Regions from separate parts of the Mus musculus genome. Here regions 1 and 3 are each linked to region 2. A link is a contact called in public Hi-C and HiCAR-type data. All regions are on one chromosome and are shown on one strand. Each heading gives the region's core, a stretch centred on a gene start, on an enhancer-like site or on the middle of the called end of the contact. The rest is flanking DNA. Distances are from core to core; before and after follow the strand shown.

What was found. A called contact is a pair of places that touch in the nucleus more often than the background predicts. HiCAR-type assays count read pairs that join an accessible place to other places.
Region 1: a Hi-C map of B cells shows a contact between it and region 2, with 9 read pairs. The contact joins the enhancer-like site here to the promoter of Rrm2b in region 2. A contact is called at or near these places in 6 of 39 promoter capture datasets (the C10 cell line, the HPC-7 cell line, cranial neural crest and 3 more), 1 of 484 Hi-C or Micro-C datasets (B cells) and 1 of 9 other capture datasets (liver).
Region 3: a HiCAR-type map of kidney shows a contact between it and region 2, with 4 times the contacts expected there. The contact joins the enhancer-like site here to the promoter of Rrm2b in region 2. A contact is called at or near these places in 5 of 39 promoter capture datasets (embryonic stem cells, frontonasal cranial neural crest, hippocampal neurons and 2 more), 11 of 115 datasets of contacts at active chromatin or transcription factors (the SCID.adh cell line, T-cell acute lymphoblastic leukemia, astrocytes and 6 more) and 2 of 9 other capture datasets (adipose tissue and embryonic stem cells).

The regions. Positions count from the first base shown.
Region 1 is chr15:38,533,408-38,536,829 of GRCm38.p6, reverse strand. No RefSeq gene overlaps it. Among named protein-coding and RNA genes, the nearest start is that of Azin1, 16 kb to the right of the region's middle. Within about 2 kb of position 1,304, at least 147 of the 459 cell types and tissues checked have an H3K27ac peak or open chromatin away from gene starts, as enhancers often do. A contact at or near this core is called in B cells, hematopoietic stem and progenitor cells and neutrophils, where this site is marked.
Region 2 is chr15:37,958,948-37,962,684 of GRCm38.p6, reverse strand. It overlaps Rrm2b (ribonucleotide reductase M2 B (TP53 inducible)), which reads left to right and starts at 1,630. Exons shown (of 9, transcript NM_199476.1): 1 at 1,630-1,841. The coding sequence starts at 1,794. It overlaps Gm49085 (a long non-coding RNA gene), which reads right to left and starts at 1,527. Exons shown (of 2, transcript XR_003951596.1): 1 at 1,144-1,527.
Region 3 is chr15:37,356,864-37,360,185 of GRCm38.p6, reverse strand. Grhl2 (grainyhead like transcription factor 2) reads right to left here. Exons shown (of 16, transcript NM_026496.4): 15 at 1,752-1,816. Among named protein-coding and RNA genes, the nearest start is that of 4930447A16Rik, 67 kb to the left of the region's middle. Within about 2 kb of position 1,840, at least 6 of the 459 cell types and tissues checked have an H3K27ac peak or open chromatin away from gene starts, as enhancers often do. A contact at or near this core is called in kidney, where this site is marked.

The sequences.
Region 1 (3,422 bases), core at 55-2,554, 570 kb before region 2:
TAGGTGTGCCAAAAATACAAGTTGTGCTTTCACTTAAAAACATTTTTATTTTATGAACATGAATGTTTTGCCTGTGTGTATATAAGTATTCCACATGCATGTCTGGTGCTTTTGGGTGGGGGGGTGTTGGATTCCTGGAACTGGCATTATAGGCAGTTATGAGGCAACATGTGGGTGTTGGGAACTAAATCCAGGGCCTCTAGAGAGCAGCCAGTGCTCTTAACAGCTGAAGCATTCTCCAGTCCCTCAATAGGTGTTTTTTGAAGGAAATACTACAGGCAAAGGCTTATACTTGGTGTGGAGCCACACACCTGTAATCCTGCCACTTGAGAGATTGAGGCAGAAGAATCAGGAGTTCAAGACCAGCGTTGGCTACATAGCAAATTTTAGGGCAGCCTGGGCTATGTGAGATCCTGTCAGGAAGAAAAGTAAATAAATAAATGAAGAGAGGGGAGGGAAGGAAAAGGAGAGATGGAGAGGAATGGAGGAGGGGAGAGGAAGGGGAGATAAGGAGTGGAAAGGAAAGAGGAAGTAAGAGACAGGGAGGGAGGGCAGGGCAGGGGCAGGAAGGGGAGGAGAAGGTAAGGGAATCAAAGCACAGCAGAGGCCTGGGGGTAAGGATAGTAACCAAAACCAAAGTTGTCACTTCGCTATAACGTCAGCACTTAGGAAGGCCCAGGCAAAAGGATGGAAGCTCAAGACCAGTCTAAATAACGAGACTCTGTATTAAAACTGACTGACTGAATGAATGAATGAATGAATGAATGAACAAAGAAACAGCTAAAAGAAAGAAACATAAGATAACACCACTACGATCGCTATAGTTGGCTGAGCATTTGAGTTGTGCGCAGTAAGCTGGTAATGGCTTACATACGGTGCATATATAGGATTTGACACCACATGACAGCAGACAGGTCAAGTGTTCCTATTAGCATTATCTATCAGTGGATTATCTATGGTTGCTATAGTAATGTTGCTTAATTAAGGACATCTCTTCCAAGCCTCATACCCTCCCTCCTTACTGAACATGCAAACTGGGGGTGGGGGGGGTGGGGGGCCCCCTCAGCAGCAAACCAGCTCCCCACCTGGCTTCTCCTGGGACTCTTTCCCCACAGGTACCCCCTGTTGTTAATCTCTGAGTTATGTAAAGAGCCCCTACTGTGCTTCTTGATGGGAAGGAGGGGGTGGTGTTCTCCGGCTCTTAGTTTGCATAATATTCTCTTCTCTGTCAGAGTTGAGAAAGAAGCTTGTGGTCTGGTGACAGCGGCAGATGGGAGGAGCCATGACTCATCAGTGCTCTGCAGGAATAGAGCAGGGTAGCCCTGGGAGGCTGTAAAGACCCCATCTTCCCCCACCTCTGGCCAGGCCTTGAGAGAGCTTCTTGTAGGAGGAAGGAGGAGAATAGACCTTAGTCAAGCTGTGCTCCGGAGGCTGAGGTCATACCTTAGCACTAATCTCGGGGTGGGGCGGGGTTAGCTAGGCTAGCATAGTAAAACTTTGTATTGCTAGACTCCAACTTTGGGGCTGGGGAGATAATGCAGTTGTTGCCATGCGAACATGAAAGGCTGAATTCTATCCATGAACCCGTGTTAGATAGATAGATAGATAGATAGATAGATAGATAGATAGATAGATAGATAGATAGATAGATAGATAGAAAGAAAGATAGATAGATAGATAGATAGATAGATAGATAGATAGATAGATAGATAGATAGATAGACGGACAGACAGATCGATCATCCAGGTTGTGGGCAAGAGAGATGGCTCCGTGGCTAGGAGCACTTGCTGCACGTCCAGGACCCACGGCAGGCAGCTCACAGCTGTAAATCCAGCTCTAGAAACACCCTGTGCTGGCTTCTCCAGATATCTGTACTCAGGTACACATACTCCTATGCATAATTAAAATAAATTTTTAAAAATCCAGGCATGGCAATCCAAACCTAGAATTCCAGTGTAAGGGAGGTAGAGACAGGTTGCTATCTAGGGCTAGGCAGATTTGCAGCCAGTTTAACCTAACATTGAGTTCCAGGTCAATAAGGAAACAAGCAGAACAAAATAAACTCCAACTTTACATTTAAAAGTAAAAACCAGCCGGGCGTGGTGGCGCACGCCTTTAATCCCAGCACTCCGGAGGCAGAAGCAGGTGGATTTCTGAGTTCGAGGCCAGCCTGGTCTACAAAGTGAGTTCCAGGACAACCAGGGCTACACAGAGAAACCCTATCTCAAAAAAAAAAAAAAAAAAAAAAATCAGTTTGAGGCCAGCACAAGCTACAAAGTCAAGCATAAGCTCTCCAGGGTTTTGTATTTTGTTTTGCTTTGTTGTTTGTAGACCAGGTTAGTCTCTTTTTATAATTTATCATTTTTATTTTATATCCATTGGTGTTTTGCCTGAATGTATGTCTGTGTGAGGGTGTCAGAAGCCCTGAAACTGGAGTTACAGACAGGTATGAGCTGCTATGTGGGTGCTTGGAGATGAGCCTGGATTGTCTAGAAGATCAGCCAGTGCCCATAACTGTAACCAGATATATACTACCTGGCTTCTTTGTTCCCCGAAATAACCACTCTGAGACTGGATTATTATGAATAAATGCTTAGGCCAATAGCTTTGGCACATTTCTGCTAGCTCATAACTCAATTGTCCTGTGTGAACTAGCCTAAGCCAAGCCATACAGCTAGTTACCTGTCCTTCAGTTTCATGTGATTGTCTCCACTAGAGTTCTGGGGCAATTCTCCTGTGTATCTGACTCTATCCCAGAAATCCTCCTTACCAGAACTTCTACCTTCTTATTTCTTGCCTAAACTCATAGGCCAACAGCCTTTTATTGACAAGTAAAGCTTCTACACATTGCACAAAAGATTTCCTCTACATTTAACCACTGAACCATCTCCCCAGTCCCTGAAGTTTTGCTCTTAAGACAGGGACACACACATACACACACACACACACACACACACACACACACACACATACACACACACACACACACACACACACATACACACACACACACATACACATACACAGAGAGAGAGACTTGAACTCCTTACACCTCATGGGGGATTACAGGCATGCACCACCATACCACAGCTTCCATTTTTGTTCTTAACCAAGGTTGCTTTGGCTGTTCTAGGTCTCTTGAGATTTTGTATGGATTTTAGTACATTCTGCCAAACAAACCGAACAACCGTGATTTTGGGGGAGGCTGCAGGCAGGGGGAGCAGCGTTGAGTTCTAACCCTTACTTAGTACAGAAGAGCTTAGGGTAGCTGGAGCCCCAATGTAAGGTATGAAGATGGTGAGTGCCCCAAAGGAATCCACAGGGACACTGATGGGAAGAATTCATATCCAGGCATGGTGGCGCACGCCTTTAATCCCAGCACTCAGGACGCAGAGGCAGGAGGATCTCTGAGTTCAAGGCCA
Region 2 (3,737 bases), core at 381-2,880:
GAATGAATCCTTGTTTGTAGTTTATTTGCTATGCAATCTTTGGTAAGTTATCTTTTGTGAGAATGACTTTCCTCCCAGAAAACTTTATAATATATAAAAAGTTTTTACTCAGCATTTGATCATATTGCTCCAAGAAAGATAACTCGCTTCAGGTTAATTAAGCTTTAGAGCTTAAAGCAAAATTTCTATCCTGCTTTCTATTTTAGAGGCTAACCACCAAGCAGTTGCCAGATGTTGAAGTCATAACAAGGCTCTTTCCAGAATCTACTGAAAATCTCTTACTTCTTTTTCACGTTTTTGGTTTTTGGCTTTGAGACTGGATCTTCCCATCTAGCCCAAGACGACCTTGGTTTCACGATCCTCCTGCTCCTATCCAAGATGCTGGGATCAGAGGTGTTCAATACCATACTCAACTCTTCTTTCACCATATTATTATTTAATTTGTATATCTTATTTGTGTTTGTATACAAGAAGGGGTAGTGCTGGGGATTGAACCCAAGGCCTTGTACATCATCACCTAATGAGCTACAGTCCCATCCCGCTCATTATATTTTTCTGTCGTACTACCATATATGTACCATATGCTGAAAACATAGAAGCAATTCAACCAAGAGTATTGCCACCATCATTATTCACTGTCTTTGGCCCTTGCAATACAAAAGTGTTGAATCTCTTTACAACTTTAACCTTTGCTTTGAAAAGTATCCGTAGCAAGGATATTGGAGTCTACCGTATTTTGGTTGCTTAATCTTGGCTATTTATCTTCGGGTTCAGTTTAATCTGGAACATGAAAATTGCAGTATCGACTACAGGGAAATATCTCAAAGATTAATTCACATAAAGGGCTTAGCAGAATAGAACCTATCAGGTTGTGAAAGTTCAATAAATATTACTCAGTTAAACAATCACAAAGACTTCAAGGTATTTCCCAGGATTTAGCTATTTTTCCTACTCATTCTCAAGCTCCATTCACGCACACACTTTCCCCCTCCAGTTTCTCCTTTTGGTTGCTGAAATACAAGAGTTCCTTTCTCCTTGGAGTTTTTAACAGTGTCGACCTCCCACCCTGCTTTCCACATCCCATCCAGTGGGCAGCTCTACAGCCACTCTGGCAGTCTCTTGGACTGACTGGGTGCAACCTACCGTGTCGCTGGGGCACCACGAGGGCTAGGGAATGTCCCGGCGTGCCAGTCACCTCGTGTACCAGGTAGTCTGGCACAAGTAGGCAGACTGCAAATTCCAGTAGACGCTCTAGAATTCAGAGCAGATGACAGGCTGGGCAACAGCGCGGAAGCTGGGGGAGCAAGAGTGGGCGGGGTCATGCGACGCTAAAGAACAGGCTTGAAGTGCTCTGGTACTGCGGACTGAACTTACGCAGCCGTCGCCGGAGTGGGGACCCTGCTCAGTGAAGAGAAGCGGGCCAGCCGAGGAAGCAGAGTTCGGCGGCGAGGGGCGGGGCCAGCTGAGGTAGGCGGATCTCTGGCGGGGCGGGCCGGGGCCGGCTGAGGTAGGCGGATCTCTGAGACGCTGGGTGGAGCCGGCTGAGGTAGGCGGATCTCTAGGCAGTGGGGCGGGGCCGGCAGGAAAGGCGGATCTTTCAGGCGCCGAGAGTAGCGTGCCTGGGCGGAGCCACCGCAGAGAAGGCCCCTCAATGGGCCGGCTAGAACCCAGGACCGGCGCGGCAAGGCGTGCCCGGAGCAGGAGGAGGTTCGCACAGGACGATCTGATCCTACTAGGATTTGGTCGGCCGCGCTCAGTTCCTCAGCTCGGGTGGCTCTGGTGGAGTCTGCGCGATGGGCGACCCGGAAAGGCCGGAAGCGGCCAGGCCGGAGAAGGGTGAGGTAAATGTCGCAGTCGCTTCATCCTCCACCCCTGGGTCACGCCCGGACTTTAGGTTGCTGCGAGTCAGTCGCAGGTCCGCTGTAGAGTAGTATTTTATTCGTCGCCGTCAGAAACACTGTGCAGGCCGAAAGGAAGCGCCCTCACCTCAGGCTAGTGTTGGGGAGTCGGGAAGGGCGAGCATGGACGCTGTGCTGCTCTGCTCAGGGCGGAGCAGGAACACTCAGGTCCCGGCTGAGGAAGTCTCCGTGTCCCCTTGTTCTCCAACCTCTGCTCTCCAGTCTTTCTTTTCTTGTCGGGAGCCCTGGCGGGTGAAAAAGGGCTGTGACGGATCTACGCAAGAGAGGTGAACCATCAGATGCAGTTGAGGAACTCGTGTGGAAACTGATGCAGGTGGATGAGGGGAGGAGATGACAGGTGAAGGGAGGACGAGAAACCCTTACAACGAATAAAAGACTGGGAGACCAGTTTTCCTCACACCGAACTTCTAACTGAATCTTCGGGGTGTCTCTTCATTTCAGTAGTGGAAGTGTTTCTTCCTTCACAAAGAATGAAGTGCTTTATGCAAAGTGTTTAATAAATCTAAAATTAACCCGTGCTAGCAGAAAGAAGTATGTAATAAGAGCAAACAAAAATTATACGGCTTTATAGTAATGTAAGTTGTTACTGTGTAATTCCAACTCCACATTTTGGAGACAAATATTCTAAACCATCTGGAATACAAGTAATACTTTTTTTTTTTTTTTTTTTTTTTTTTTTGGTATGTGAGCCTGTTTCTCTTTGTGGTGTCTTGAAGTTAATACTGTGGCAAGTTGGAAGGGGCCATAAAAGTTTGAGCCCACATATATTCATGCTTATACTGGCATTTCTAGACAAAGATGGAGGTTCTAAGTTGATTTTTATTCTGTAATCGTTTAATAATAAATTATGTCTATCCCTTAATTTTCCCCTTGAAACAAAGATACTCAGCACCAATTTCTCCTTTCCGGCAATATTTAGACTTCTCTGGTTTGCCAATGACACCAGGAATCATTCTGGCTTAACACCTGAAAGTTAACTTTTAAAAAAAAAAATTACTTTTAATTCATAAAGACAGAGCAAAGGTTTAGACCTAGAATAAATTTTAGTGAGTACTTTTTTTTTTTTTTTTTTTTTTAACGAATCCAAGAGTTTTTGAGATTCGGGATATCGTAAGCACTTTGTTTTTTAGTTTTTTATTTTTATTTTGGATATGATAGGGCAGTGCGGGCTATTTGTATCAGAAGCATGTGGAGTGATTAATAAAAACTAAATTACCAAGCCTACAACCTGCCTTTGTAACAGGCACTTCAGGTGATCTTAGCACAGTTGATTTAAGGGCCATCTTAAAGGGAAATAAATGAGGTTTATTAGTCTCCTAACATGTAGATTTTTTTCCGATATTCGAACACTTAAGCCAGAATGGCGTTCCTAAGACTCATTACTAGAACTAGGTTCAACTTTCCAAGTTGTTGCTTCTAGTACAGTGTTCCACCAGCTTTTTCAGATTTGTTGATTGATACAGGAATGAAATGGTACACACACACACACACACACACACACACACACACACACATACATAGTTGCAGCTGCATGCACATAAGTGAAAGAGACACAATAGACAACCACATTGGAGGCATGGAGAATGGCAGTCTAGGTTAAACCACTTCAGGTGCTTACTGGGGAATCATAAGCTAGGTTTTGTCTCAGATGACCAGAAACTAAGACAAAACTAAATGCACAAGTTTGGAAAAGATGGTGGAGTCTTGCTCAGGATTACCTACTCCCCAGCTTTATCTCAGGTTCTCATCACCTCACCTTGGTGCAGCTACAACTTAGTTGTCTCTCTCCTTTCAGTCTTCCCTGCCATCCAGTTTTGT
Region 3 (3,322 bases), core at 591-3,090, 600 kb after region 2:
TCCACCTCTCCTCAGCTGCCTACTCCACACCCCTAAGCTACTCCACCTCTCCTCAGCTGCCTACTCCATTGCAGTTTGGTTTCAAGAAAACCAACTTCCAGAGTCTGTAATATTTTGTATTTAATTTTATTTTTGTTTTATATATGAGTGTTCTGCCTGAACATATGTATGTGTATCATATGTGTGTATGCTGCTGTCAGAGTTCTGAAGAGGACACTTAATCATCTGGGACCATATGAGTACTGAGGCTTGAACCAGGGTCCTGTGGAAGAGCAACACATGCCTGAGTCTGTCTCGTTCTCTTTAGTTGGAGATTTTCGTTTGGGAACAACTCACTGAACCACTTTATAGTGGTATCAGCAGGTGAAATGTCATAGCTTCAGTTTATTCTTTTACAGAAATAAGAACCACCCATGCTTAGTGGGTTGTTGTTGGGATAAAAGCCTTGTATATATAGGACTTTAGACTCAAGGCTGAAAGTCAGTGTTGCCGGGCAGTAGTGGCACGCCTTTAATCCCAACACTTGAGAGGCAGAGGCAGGCGGATTTCTGAGTTCGAGGCCAGCCTGGTCTACAGAGTGAGTTCCAGGACAGACAGGGCTACACAGAGAAACCCTGTCTCAAAAAACAAAAAACAAAAACAAACAAACAAACAAAAGGAAGTCAGTGTTATCAGCAGGGTGTTTATCCACACTGAGGCTCTCTAGCCTGTGAGATTTGAGGCTTCATTCAAAATAGAGTCCCCAGCAGACTGCATTGACTTTGGAAAAGCTGCAGCCCACCTTCATTGCATTTCCAACAAGAGCTCAAGTTTGATGCTCGGTCAGCCAAAGGATCGAGATTCAGAAAGCCTGAGAACCCCAGGTCATAGTTTATGGAAAAGGTCCAGAGAAGAGTTTAAAGGCATCCACTCTGGCAGAGAAAGCCTTAGAAAGACCTTGAGTGGGCTGGAGAGATGGCTCAGCGGTTAAGAGCACGGACTGCTTTTCCAGAGGACCTGAGTTCAATTCCCAGCAACCACATGGTGGCTGTCAACCATCTGTAATGGGATCCAACACCCTCTTCTGGTGTGTCTGAAGAGAGTGACAGTGTACTCACATTCATAAAAAAAAAAAAATACATTTGAGGGGGAGGGGCAGATGTGAGCGAATCTGTAGGTCTCAAGGCCACAGGCCACCCACACTCCTTCTATACCCCTCCCTTGAATTTGTGTTGTTTACTGAATGTGACACCTGGGGCAGGATGTTCAAGCAAGCCCTGGCCTCATTTTCTAATCAGTAAACTGATATATTAATGAGAGAAAAGAGATGAAGCTCTGAGCAGGGAACCCAGAGCCACCTGGCCACCCAACCAGGAAGGGCTGATTGCTCTTAACAATGTGGGCAAGCAGGTCTGAGAACCATTTGAGATTTCATTAATGATTACCTTGGAATAATTTTCTTTGACCCCAATTAAATTTTGTCCCTACTATGTCACCCAGAAACCAATGTAAAAAGTTCCATGTGGTTCTTTGACCTTCTTTTCCCCAGTGTCCCCACCAAGTCCAGACCACTTCAGCCCACTTATAACACTCGCTGTCACCAAATGGGAGCACCTCAGGTAACATCCTGGAGAGGCACTATGGGTCACCCTGCCTCAATCACTAAAGGTCATTAACTAGCCTCATGGGCCAAGGACATCACAAAAACTAAAGCCATTTTAAAATTGCACCTTGCAGACATGGCGGTTAGCCGAGCCTGGCTTCTTTCTTACCCCTTTTTGCTCTTCTTATAAAGCTTTGTGATTTTCTCCACTGGCAGCCCATACTTCTCAGACAGCTGAAAATAAATAACAGGGAACTGGGTCAGCAGAGAACGGGGCACACAGAGGAGAAGCACATTCCACTCAGTACAACAGTCTCCTAATGAGACACACTGGAACAGTTCATTTAAGACAAAAGCCTGGGTTTCCGTGAACTACCTCCCAAGATCATTCAAACCAAGCCACTGGCTTTGTAGATCAACAAAATGAGATTCCAAGAAGTGAATGGGACCCTAAGTCATAGTTGGCAACCAAGGGTCGCTGCAACCTAACTAACTCTGCCCCCTGACTCTTTGTATCAAGTCATACCCCTTTGCCCTTAGCAGGAAGAGAAAAGAAAGGAGAGTTGCAGCTCCAGCCATGGGCACACAGTCTGAGCAGGTATCACAGAGTCTATACATCCTTATTTTGATTCTCCCTTTGGACAGATCTGAAATCACTCAGCAAAACAATCTTGATAAAAGTAGCATTTCTGATAGTATTTTTAAAAAGCCTCCAATCACCATGGGGGATTAAATGGGTAGCCATACATGAGAACAGATTTCAAGAGAGCTAGGTGTAGTGGCACATGCTTGTGATCCCAGCACTTAGGCAGGGAGACTGCGAGCCTGAGATCGGGGAGCCGGATGTAGCAGTACACAGCTATATTCCCAGAGCTCAGAGACAGGGGCCAGAGGCCTGGGAGCTACGTGAGCTACACAGTGCCCTCCAGACCAGCCTCGATAGGTAGTGAGAAAAGTTCAAGCAAATGAAAGATTTCAATATGAAAGAAGGGACCAGGAAAGTGCGGGAACAAAATAAACGTGAGTTAATTCTTTGTGTAACTATCATCCTAAAGTTCGGCTTTTCCAGGGAGACACTGAAGCCTGTAAACCAAGGCTAACAGCAGCAATAACAATGTGTCATTTTAAAGTATCAGTTGCTCAAACCACAAAGGAAAATAACATGCTGGGAAACATTTTAAAACGCAAACAACAGATGAGAGCAAACTGCTTTGTTAAACTCGATGGGGAACAGGGCAGGAGAGAAAACACAATAACAGGGCATTTCCGAGAAGAGAACTATAATTGGAAAATATAACGTGAAAACTGTACTGCACTTTTATTTAAATTTTTCAAATGAAAACAACAGGAGTGTGGTACTTTTAACTTAACTATCAAAAGTGCAAATAAGGAGCAAGAGGTGGCTCAGCAGATTAAAGCATTTTCTGTGTTTGGCTCACAGCTCCAAGGGCTCTGGTGCCCTCTTCTGGCCTCCCTAAGTACCTGCACACACATAGCAGACACACTGACATATTAAAAAGAAATCTAAAACAAGACAAAGCGGAAGTCATGATCTAACGTTGGTGAGGGCATTCAGGTTCTGTAGATGGGACAGTGACCCTCAGCCTCCTGGAAAGTAAGTCTGGCAGGAGAATAGTTTTTACAAGCATACACACACTGACCCACAGACTCCACGTCTAGCAATCTGACATACAGAAACACCCTCATACCCAGAGACCTTCAGAGCATAACTGTTCATAA